Regions from separate parts of the Anser cygnoides genome. Here region 1 is linked to region 2. Evidence: chromatin contacts called from public Hi-C data. All regions are on one chromosome and are shown on one strand. The core of a region is the stretch at or near the end of the contact, and the rest is flanking DNA. Distances in the headings are between cores, read along the strand shown.

What was found. Hi-C and Micro-C count contacts between places; a contact is called where the count stands out from the background.
Region 1: a contact with region 2 is called in a Hi-C map of liver, with 1.7 times the contacts expected there. The contact joins the promoter of SFPQ here to the promoter of CLSPN in region 2. A contact is called at or near these places in 2 of 7 Hi-C or Micro-C datasets (granulosa cells and liver).

What each region holds. Positions count from the first base shown.
Region 1 is chr24:5,642,217-5,647,761 of Taihu_goose_T2T_genome, forward strand. SFPQ (splicing factor proline and glutamine rich) reads left to right here and starts at 2,445. Exons shown (of 12, transcript XR_007159635.2): 1 at 2,445-3,207; 2 at 3,473-3,661; 3 at 3,758-4,059; 4 at 4,176-4,271; 5 at 5,444-5,545.
Region 2 is chr24:5,415,546-5,421,059 of Taihu_goose_T2T_genome, forward strand. It overlaps CLSPN (claspin), which reads left to right and starts at 3,486. Exons shown (of 25, transcript XM_048052688.2): 1 at 3,486-3,637; 2 at 4,329-4,452; 3 at 5,021-5,478. The coding sequence starts at 3,608.

The DNA.
Region 1 (5,545 bases), core at 1,195-3,694, 230 kb after region 2:
TCTCCTCACAACATTTAATTGCTTCTTTTGGTGGTGTACTTTACTGCGACTCGTGCAATTTTAGTATTTGTAGATGGGAAACAGAACCTCATGGGGTAATTATTCTTACTTAGCAGGTTGGACACATGCAGCTCTTCCCTCCTGCAATTAATAATATAGAGATAGATAAGATTTCTTCATGTCAGTTTTTTGTTTATGTTTATAGGAGGAGGAAATGGATTAGGGAAAAATTATCTAAATGAACCACCTGCTGAGATCCATGCATTTCTTACCTGGAGATTACCCTTCGCTTGATGGCAACTGAGACATTCCTAACCTCAGACCTCCATGTCAGCCTCATTCCTTCCTTCAAATATTTCTTTCAAAGCCTGCCACAGGTCTTTTTCTCTCTTCAGCTGCAGACCACTGAAGTTGTCCTGATGAGTTTCCAGTCTCAGGCACAATGTTTATTTGGAGTGGGACATGCTGTGGAGAACATCCTCTTTTTTTTTTTTTTTTTTTTTTTTTTTCTATTAGAACAGCAAGCTGCCTAGTGTGAATATTTACAAAATCAGGTGATTGTTAGCAGAAGCCATTTTTATTTTAAGTCCTGGAACCTATATTGGTGTTTGTTTGATTTCAGTGCCAGGGTAAACATTCACATTGCAGTTACAGTGTTACAAAAGCAGGTACTCATATCCAGGCCACTACTAGACACATGGAAGTTTAAAGCTACTTTGTAGACTTCAGATGAGTTGTCCGTATCTATGCGGGTCAAGGACTGGAATTTTACTCACTATTTCTTTCAAAGGATGATAAAAGTGAATACCTCCCTAAAATATAGTTCACTTGTACTTAGGACACAACAAAGGTGAAAACAACTCTTTTATACTCAGTATTTTTGTTGCTTTCTGAACAGAAACAACCAAGTGTTGCAACGAGGCCGTGCCAGTTTTTGTGCAGTAGGAGCCAGTCCCAAATTTCTTCTTCCAGCGCTTTAACCTCTGAGACACCTCGTGGTGGAAGCGTTTACTGCTCGTACTGCGGGGCTGACATCTCAGGGAGAATCCATTTTAGAACAGGACTTGGGGCTTTCTTTCTGCTGCAGTTGGAAGTGGCTAAAGTCATAAACCTGGTGTAATACCGATTTGGGGAAAAGATGGATCTCTAGCAATTTTTTATTTTAAAACTTTAAAGCCACAGGGAAATTCATTTTGTTTGAAGCAATGAAGTCTGCCTTTGCCCAGGGCTTCACAAATATTTTTGAGATAGCTTGATAATATTTTATCACAGCAATGCAACAGTTACAGTTTCTGTCCACATAAGGCAAGCATGTGGCTTTCACTTGGGCTTCACATAAAGTTTGTTTATTGTGATCTGAAACTGAATGTGAAACATCAGTGGGAGCCTGGGAGCCTCGATGGAGGAAAACCTTCATTGAAAATGTCATGTTGTTCTAACATTATCACACTAAATGCGTCTCCAGTGCAACACCACTGAAACCAATGATGCTAAATACATGGAAAGTACTTTTGGCCTGTTTTCTGTATTAGAATGTGTAATTTTGTCACCATAACTGCTACAAGTTTTTACAGCATCTTTGTTTTTCTACTCAGAAATCACAGACACGTATACCACTGAAAGAAGTGGTTTACATTGTTGTAAAATTGGGGGAATTGACATCCACTTTCTTATCAGCGAAGGTGATGAGCACAGAGCTGTGTCCTTTGTTTGCAAGGCGCTTGCAAATTGCAATGGCTTTAATCAGTTGAAATATCCATTTCTGCTACTTCCCTGTTAGGTTTTTCAAACAAAATTGGGTGAAAGCACTCGCAGCCGCGACCTCCTGACAGGAGTTGTGCAACACCGCCCGCTTCGAACGAACAAATAGAAACTCGTATGGCAAATGTGCTCTCAAAGTAGGAGGGAAAGGCGCCAGCTGTGCTGAAAGGAGCCAAAATCGTTTTGAAAAGAGAGCTGAGACCCAGATTTTATTCTATTTTATTTTATTTATTTATTTATTGTTTTTTCTCTCAGCTAAAGCCTGCGGCTGCTGTGACACGAACTCCTCAAGGCCCCGTTCCCCTGCTGTGGGGCTGCTGAGACGAGGCCGGGACCCCCGGGGTTGCCCGGGCGCCGTAGCCCCGGCGGCTTCGCGCCCGACTGACTCCGTGGGCAGCCAATCAGGAGCCGCGCTTCCGCCCTAAGCTCGCCTCCCGCCGCTCAAACTGCCCAATCAGCACGCGGGAGGTTAACGGATCATCGTTCCCCTATGTCGGCGGTCAAATGAACCAATCGGCTGAGGGCAGGCGCTTTACCAATAAGATCAAAGAGTTAGGGGAAGAGGGGCACGCGATTGGCCACTCGGCCTATCGGTCTTCACCCCCGCGGCGGGCGATTGGCTATTGGGGGCTAGGGGGCGGCTTCCGGGGGCGGGGAAGGTATATTAGAGGCGGACAAAGGCGGCGGTGAGGCCGTTTAGCTCGCCGCCATTTTGCGCAGCGGGCTCCGAGGAGCAGCAGCGGGGGCCCTCTCTCCTCCTCCTCCTCCTCCTCTACCACCACCACCACCATGTCGCGGGATCGGTTCCGTAGCCGTGGCGGCGGCGGTGGCGGCTTCCACCGGCGAGGCGGCGGCGGTGGCCGCGGCGGCCCCAACCACGATTTCCGCTCCCCGCCGCCCGGCATGGGGATGGGCCAGAACCGCGGGCCTATGGGGGGCGGCCCGCAGGGCCCGGGCGGCCCGCCGGGCGGCGGCCCGAAGCCCGAACCGCCGAAGCCGCCCGCGTCGACCTCGGCTCCGCCGCCTTCGTCCTCTTCGTCCGCCTCTACCACGGCGGGGCCCGCCGGCAGCCAACCCGGACCTGGGGCGCCTCCGCCGGCAGCTCTGCCCGCGGGGCAGCCGCCGCAGCAGCAGGCGCAGGGTTCCGCGCCCGCCTCAGCTCCCCCCGGCCCCGGGGGGCAGCCTCAGCCGCAGCCCAAGCCGAGCCCCAGCCCCACGCCGGCCGGAGGCCCTAAGAAAGGCCAAGGACAGTCGCCCGGCGGCGGGCCCAAGGGGCCGGGCGGACCCCAGCAGGGGCCGGGCGGGCCGCATAAAGGCGGGCCGGGCCACCGCGGCGGGCCGGGCGGAGAGCCGCGGGGCCGCGGGCAGCAGCACCAGGGACAGCAGAGCCTCTCGTCGCAGCAGGGCCCGGCCGGAGGCGGCGGAGGCGAAAAGCTTTCGGACGAGGTGAGTCATGGCGCCCTCCCCCCTCCCCGAGCCACAAGATGGCGGCGGCCGCCATGGGGGCCCCGCGCGCCGCGGCCGCCATTTTGAGGGGAGGAGCGCGGGGCCGGGGGGCGCAGCGGGGCCGGGGGACGCCGGGCCGCGGGGCGAGACCGCCTGAGGGGATTCGGGGGAGCCACGGGGCCGTATCGGCCTGCCCCCCACCGGTTGGGGAGCTGCGGGGCCGCGATCACGCAGGGATGGCTCGAACCGCTTTGCTTCTTCGTAGGGTTTTAAAGCGAATCTCTCGCTTCTGAGGCGGCCCGGGGAGAAGACCTATACTCAGCGCTGTCGTTTGTTTGTGGGGAATTTGCCTGCTGATATAACGGATGAAGACTTTAAGAGGTTGTTTGCCAAGTATGGGGAGCCAGGAGAGGTTTTTATCAACAAAGGGAAAGGCTTTGGATTCATTAAACTGGTAGGCTTTCATACTGTATGTCCACCTCCTTAAAATTCTCCCGAAATAGTAATTTGTAACGTGATTTTCTAAAGCTGGGTCTTAAACTTCCCTCAGGAATCCAGAGCTCTTGCAGAAATCGCGAAGGCAGAATTGGATGATACCCCTATGAGGGGTCGACAGCTTCGTGTTCGGTTTGCCACACATGCTGCTGCTCTTTCAGTGCGTAATCTGTCACCTTATGTCTCCAACGAGTTACTCGAGGAAGCATTTTCCCAGTTTGGTCCAGTGGAAAGAGCTGTTGTGATTGTAGATGATCGAGGTAGATCAACAGGAAAAGGCATTGTTGAGTTTGCATCAAAGCCAGCTGCTCGAAAAGCATTTGAACGGTGTACTGAAGGAGTGTTTTTGTTGACAACGTAAGTGTTTTGCTTCCTAGGATTTTTAGTTTTAAGCTGCATAGAGTTGTCAGTTGCTTCTAGCTTTTCGGAGTGGAGATTGCTATGGAAATGTAAAACGTGTATTTTGTGTTCAGCACTCCTAGGCCGGTTATTGTGGAACCACTGGAACAACTGGATGATGAAGATGGTCTTCCAGAAAAGCTTGCTCAGAAGAATCCAATGTATCAAAAGTAGGCACTGTCTTTTGTTATAAACAGTATATAGATAACATAGTGTGATCCCAGACTCTGAAAGAGTTAGCAGTTTTTCAAATCTGGCTTTGAATATCCCAAAGAAACAGTGCATAAATATCAGCCTTTTAACATATTTTTTGGTAAGTGTACCTGCACAGCTCTTAAATTAGACTTCAGTTGTTTGCTCATACTGTTGTTGAAAGTTATCTTAAGGCACATAGCATGTTGATATGAAAGGGAACAGTAAATTGTTTATTACTTAAAAAGAAAACTAAAATTTTAATTTGTTTCCTAACTAATAAAGTTCCCAATGGATTTGCCTTATGAGGCTGACTGCTGCACATGAAAAATGCAGTGGTAGATGAGTTTTTCCTCTAGTAATGTTAGCTTAAGACTTCTGTAGTAAGTCTATTAGAGAAATGTTTTTCAGGTTGCCAAAGGGAGTGGAGAGGGAAGATCTTGTGGGTCTTGAAACAAGTGTGTTCAAAATGGCTTGTTAAGATCAAAAGCTATAAACAGCTTAGCAACAATGTCTTTGAAAACAATGCAGATCAGTGTTTTTCCTGAAATCTTGAAGTACTTTAAATTGATAATGCATGAAAAGTTCTTAAATTTCTCTAGTTTTGTTGCATTAATTACTGAATTTTTAACTCTAGTTACTTTATATGACAGAATGAGATGTCAGGTGTTTTGAGGACTAGTTAAGTTAAAATAAATATTACAGTTCTTCTTTAACCAGTAAGTTGGTACTGAAAACTTCATCTTTCCATATCCAGGTGTTCTGAACAGCTATTTAGGCAAAGGTCTTGTTTTTGAAGATTTTGCAGCTGGCAGTTACCAGCAGTGTTTTGAGGAGGGAGTTAAGAACAGGATAAACAAGCAGTAGAACTGGAAGCAGAGAGATTTGCTTGGATGTGATATAGTGCAGGAGTCTCCTCATTTGCGTTTGGTAGTCTGTGGACTAAATGCTGTTCTTTAAATCCATAAGACCCTGTACTGTTTTCATCATTCTGTCAAAACAAGCTTTATATTACATCAGTGAGGTCGTATTTTGATGTTTTGGGTTTTTTTTGATGTTCCCTAGTACTTTGGCTGTTCTGTCTGTGGTCTTTTATTGACCTTCAGTTTCCAGGCTTATGCAGCCTGACTGAGTATCTTCCTTTCTCCAGGGAAAGAGAGACTCCTCCCCGTTTTGCTCAGCCTGGCAGTTTTGAATTTGAATATTCCCAGAGGTGGAAATCTTTAGATGAAATGGAAAAACAGCAGAGAGA
Region 2 (5,514 bases), core at 2,236-4,735:
GCGCCCCCGCTGCCGCCAGCACCGGCTGAGGAGGAGGAGGAGGAGGGAGGGGGGGGGAGGAAGGAGAGGCCCCTCCACGCTGCCCGGCGCCGCCGGCTCGCGCACGCGCACCGCCCCCTGCCGGCGGGGGCGCGCACGCCGCCTCGCACCCTTTCGCCGCCGGCCCGGCAACAGGTGGAGGCGGCCGGGCTGCGCGCGGCCCCGTGCGCGGCCCCGACGGCTGGTGAGGGGAGGTGGGGGCACCTCCGAGCCGCACCCCCCAGCCGCGGGACGGTCGGTGTCAAAGGCGAGCTGCGATGACCCCCAAAACAGCCGCTGACAGCCCCCGTGAGCCGCTGGAAACATAAGGCGGTGCCAAAGCAACCCATGACGCCCCCAAAAACAGCCGCCGTCAGCCCCTGTGTTCCACCGGAAATATGGCAGAGCCAAACCAACCCGTGACACCCCAAAAACAACCACTATCAGCCCCCAAAACCAGACGCTGTCAGCCCCCATGAGCCGCTGGAATCATAAGGCGGTGCCAAATCAACCTGTCACACCCCCAAAAACAGCCACCGTCAGCCCCCGTGAGCTTCTGGAAACCTGAGATGGTGCCAAAACAACCTGTTACATCCCCAAAAACAGCCGCTGTCAGCCGCCGTGTGCCACTGGAAACCCAAACGCCTCAGAGCTGGAGCCAGGACCTGAGGGATGCTGTGAGGGAGGAAAGCCCCACTGATGGGTGCAGCTCGCTCGTCACGGCTTCGTTAGGACTGACGGCCACCCGGCAGCTCGCAGTTGGTGTGGGGATCAGGAACAGCACTCAGATATCACTTGGGGTGCCTGGAAGGTGCCCTGATAGGGAACAGGACAGTGCCACCAGGATTTGGGGTGTCAGGCTCCTGGGACACGTGCCAGGATGACCCCGTACCTCACTGTGGCCTGGCCACCTCGCTTCGCCTTGCTCTCATGATGAGCTGCCCCGGCACACATCCCTCTCCTCTCTCAACAATTCTCAGCTGGCTCACAAGAAGGTCAGAAGTCAAAACATTCGATAAATAATAAATGCCGAGTCCATCATATTTGCTTTTTTTTTCCATCTGCAGGGTTGCTATTTTCCAAGACCTCTCCTACAAGTCGAAGCATCAGAAACCTATTTTAAAACATAATGAAGTCTGATATTCTCGTAAAAGTGTCTTACATCAGTTAATAAATACTTAAGGGAAACACTAGTATTACAAGACCAGTCACAAAACTACCATGATGTATGGCAATGTTTCCATGCTATTATTCAGCATATCTAAGTATAAAAATATAGAGAACATATACATAGGACTACACAAATAGTACTTTAAAAAGATGAAGAGACAATCTCTGCCTCAAGAAATCCACAATACCAAGGCTTGGTCCTGCAAGATACTGAGTATGGCTACTCAAGACGATACTTCATGCATTAGAAATTCAAAAAAGCCAGCAAGCAATTAACCTGATAAATATTACAAACACGCTGAGGCATCCTGACTGCAAAGTAGCCAGAACCTTATTTCTGTCTTATTCCACCCTTATATTGAAAACACCTACATGTTTCCAGTGGTGAGGCCGAATCTGGTTATGACAGAAAAAGTTCCGATAGCTTTAGTTCTGAAGACGTTTTTAAATATCTCCCTTTAGAAGGTGTGGAAGGAATATATTATTTAGTCAAAAATAGACTCACAAACGGCCTTTCACAAATACGAATCTTATAAAATGGTACCTTATCCAGTGCTTAAATAAAACACACCACACTTTAGTTTATAGACTCTCCTTAATGGCAAATGTTTACCAAGAGTTACCAATTCTGTACGGCTGCCTTTCTGCACCAGGTGTGAGCAACAGAGCTCTGAATCAGAGGAACCAGAAGTAACCTAACATAGCAGGTAGCTAATTTTTCTTTTTTTTTTTTTTTTTCAGTTACAAATGGAGTTACCTGCTTTACGTTTGTGAATAAATAATAGTATGAAATACCAGTGCATTTTGTCTAAGCGTGTTCTATTTTTATGAACCTGTGGACTGAGCAACTAAAAACCCCTTTTCAGATCCAAGTATTTCACCTCTTTTACATGAAATTAAAACTCTCAAAAAGCTAGCGATAACAGCTTTGTGCTAAAATCCAAATTCTATGGTACAGCACTTTCCCCATGCGACTTTTTTCTTACAAGGTCTCAAAACCATAACAGAGCAATGGGATTACTGTCTTGAGTAAGTACAATGAACTGCTCAGTAATATTTTTTACTGACAGTCTACCTAGAAAGATCCTCACGTTCTAGGAATTTACTGTGTAATGTGACCACCCTTAATTTGCATTGTCAGCTACCACTTACAAAACAGTATCAGGAAGCAAAGGCCTGCCCAGCCCAGCTAGTGCTTCTTTACCAAAGAACAGTGTTTTTCAGAAATAGTGTTTTGCAGAAAAAGGACAGACTGCCTTAAATACTAGCCAAGTATTTTTGTTGACATTTGCACAACATTCTAAAAAATCCAAGGTTTTGTTTATTCACAAATGTATTTACTTTTTATTTGTATATTTTTTAAGCAGGTAGCTTTGACTTAAGTTGGGCCTTATTTTTCCTGTTTTTCTCTGACTCTTCTCTACCTAGTAGTCTGATAGTATCTTAATCATATCGATCAATGGTATTTTTGTAGTGCCAGCGTCTGTGTCTCATGACTAACTCCTGTTCCAAGAAACCAGCCCTGTATTGTGATGTTTGCAGTAAGTTTCATGGACATTTGCTTTTCTCACTTCCTCCGTTCCAAGATTTGTTGGGTATATGGGAACCATCATAGTAGATTAGCCCATCTGTTCCGCATCCCCCTCAGAACTGTGACTGGTACCAAACAATTCAGAATTCATTTATTTATTTTATTTATTTATTTAATTTTATTTTTTTTTCTGGGCTTTGCCTTTAGGGACAGACAGCAAATGTTTGATTTTAGTTTGATTTGGAAGAAAAAAAAATTATGTTCTACCAAGCTGACTGAGAACTGGAATCCAAACTCTGAATATCTTTAATATCAATATTTGAATATCTCAGGGCACAGCCCCTAACGCTTCTCCTGGTGCCTGCTGCCCTGCCTCCAGCAGGAAGCTGCAAACCTCTCGAAATTGCCGTTTCTGGGGAAGGAAGGAAGGCCGATAGGCATCTGGCGGCCACCTAAACCAGATCAAAACGGTCTTAAACCAGATCAAACCGCTCGGCGCCTTTCTATGGCTTCCCAGGGCTCTGGGGAGGCTTCCCGAGCATGGGGGCCCAGCTCACGGCCGGCCCCGGGCCCTCCCGTGGGGAAATGACGGCGGGCACAGCGTGAGGTGAGGGGGGCGTAAGGTCGGGGGGCGCCCCCGGCCGGGCCGCACCGCCCTCCCCTCAGGCAGCGCCCGCCCCGCCCTCCCCGGCCGGGCCCCGCCGCGCGGCCGTTGGTTGGTCAAGTGCTCGCGAAGGGGCGGGACGACTCGGAGAAAATCCCCCAATAAAACGCCGGGAGGGGAGGGGCCTCTAGGGAGGTGCTGAATTGTGATTGGTTGCATCCCGCGGTGGGCGGAGCTAGAGCAGCGCGCGAAGACTCGAAGCGGTTTCCTACGCGGCCCGGGCCATGGCGGAGGCGGCGGCGGCCCCCGCTGAGGTGAGTCTCGCCGCTCCGCGCCGCCGGCTGGGGGCGGACACGGGGCTCCTGCGGGCGCGGCGCGGCGGAGGGCTGGGAAGGGCGGCAAGCGAAGTGGCGGCGGCTCCCCGTTGGCTCCCGGTGACATCGCGCTCACCTCCCTCCTTCCCTCCCTTGTTGGCGGAAACTACACTTCCCAGCACGCCCTGCGGCGGCGTCTCCCCGCACTTCCGTCTCGCCGCCCGCGGGGCGTGCTGGGAAGCTTGAGCTCGGCTTATCCCTGCGGGTGTACGCGGGGAGGGGCGGGGCCGCGGGGCGTGCTGGGAGGGCGGCAGCGAGCTGGGGCGGGCGCGGTGCATGCCGGGAGCGCGCGGGCCGGGGCCGTCGGGGGCGGCCCCGTGAGAGGGGCGAAGTCGTCGGTGCTCGGCGCCCGATGTGACTGTGGGACTCCCCCAGCACGGGCTTTTTTTATTTTTTCCTACGTGCGAGCTCAGCTTAAGCATGTTTAAATACTAATAAAGCTTGCTGTGGTGTGTTCTTTCTTCATAAAGTGTCAATTAAGCGTGCAAATATCACGGTGTGCGTGTGTGGGGGGGGGATCCTGCGCAGGGGCTGGGCGAGGCCTTGGGGCGAAGTCGGGCTCCGTCAGGCGCCGCAGCGCGGGGGGCGCTTGCGGTGTTACGGAACGGGGCCTGGTGCTTTGTGCTTGCAGCTCGAAGGTCCCGGTTCAGGCGTGCAGAAGAGCCCTGACAGCGACTCGGACAGCGGGCAGGGCAGCTGCGAGACGGCCTCGCCACGGCTCCTCCCCGCCGGGCCAGCGGATCTCGGTGACAGAGGTCTGTGAGGTGTCGGGAGCTGGGCCTGCGGGCTGTCATCTAAAAGAGTCCTTTTTTTTTACAAATAAATATGTGGGAAGTTGAGATTGGTTGACCTCTATGAATCCAAAATGCCCTCTTTTGTGGCTTAAAATACAGGCAGAAAGCTCAAAATCCCCCCCCCCCAAAAAAAAAGTTTTTGAGGTACAGAAAGTGCAGTGGTAAATCAGATGTGTTTTATTTGCTTATTTCTTTTCTTTTTATGATTTTCTTAATCTACCAAATCAATAGTTTGCTTAATCTATGCATTTACTTACTGTAGTTTCATTATTATTTCAACTCACTAATATATCAGTGAAAGATTTTCTGTTCTGCCTTTTCTTTGACAAAGACTTGGAACCTATAACATCAATTTGGATTGATTATCTGTTACACTATAGGGAGAAGTGGATTTTGAAAACTTGATTTCACACTGATTAGCTGTAGTTGTTGACATCTGTGAAATTTAACAGGCTGCTTGTTAATGAACTCGTGAAGTTTACCTTTCCATAACATGCATCACTTCTTGTCTTTTAATATAATCTGTCAGATTCGGAGGAAGAGATTTTTGTGAGTAAAAAAGCAAAAAGCAAGAAGGTGCTTCAGGACAGTGAAAGTGAAGATGGAGAAGATGGTGGCTCTCCTGTGCAGAATGACGCTCTGGGCGGAGACATAGAAAGTGGAGAGGAAAAAGAGAACATTCTTGTCCAGAAGAACAAAAAATGTCGTCGGATTCGCCAGTTTCTGCTGGATAGCGATGACAGTGACACTGGAGACCATTTGCAGATCGAAAACCTTGAAACAAGCAGAAGGGCTGTCTTGCCTGAGAAGGAGTTGGAAGAGGAGAGACCACTGAAATCTGGGAAAAAATACAGAAAACATGAAAACAATTTTGAAGAAGAGATGATTAAAAAAAATGTAGTAAGATCTAGAAGAAAGGAGAAGGAGAGGGAGAGAAGAATTGCGTCCATCAAACAGCTGAAAAAAGAAAAGAAGCCTAGAGCAGAGGTATTTGTTTTTGGCAGAAATTCTCAGACACTTTCT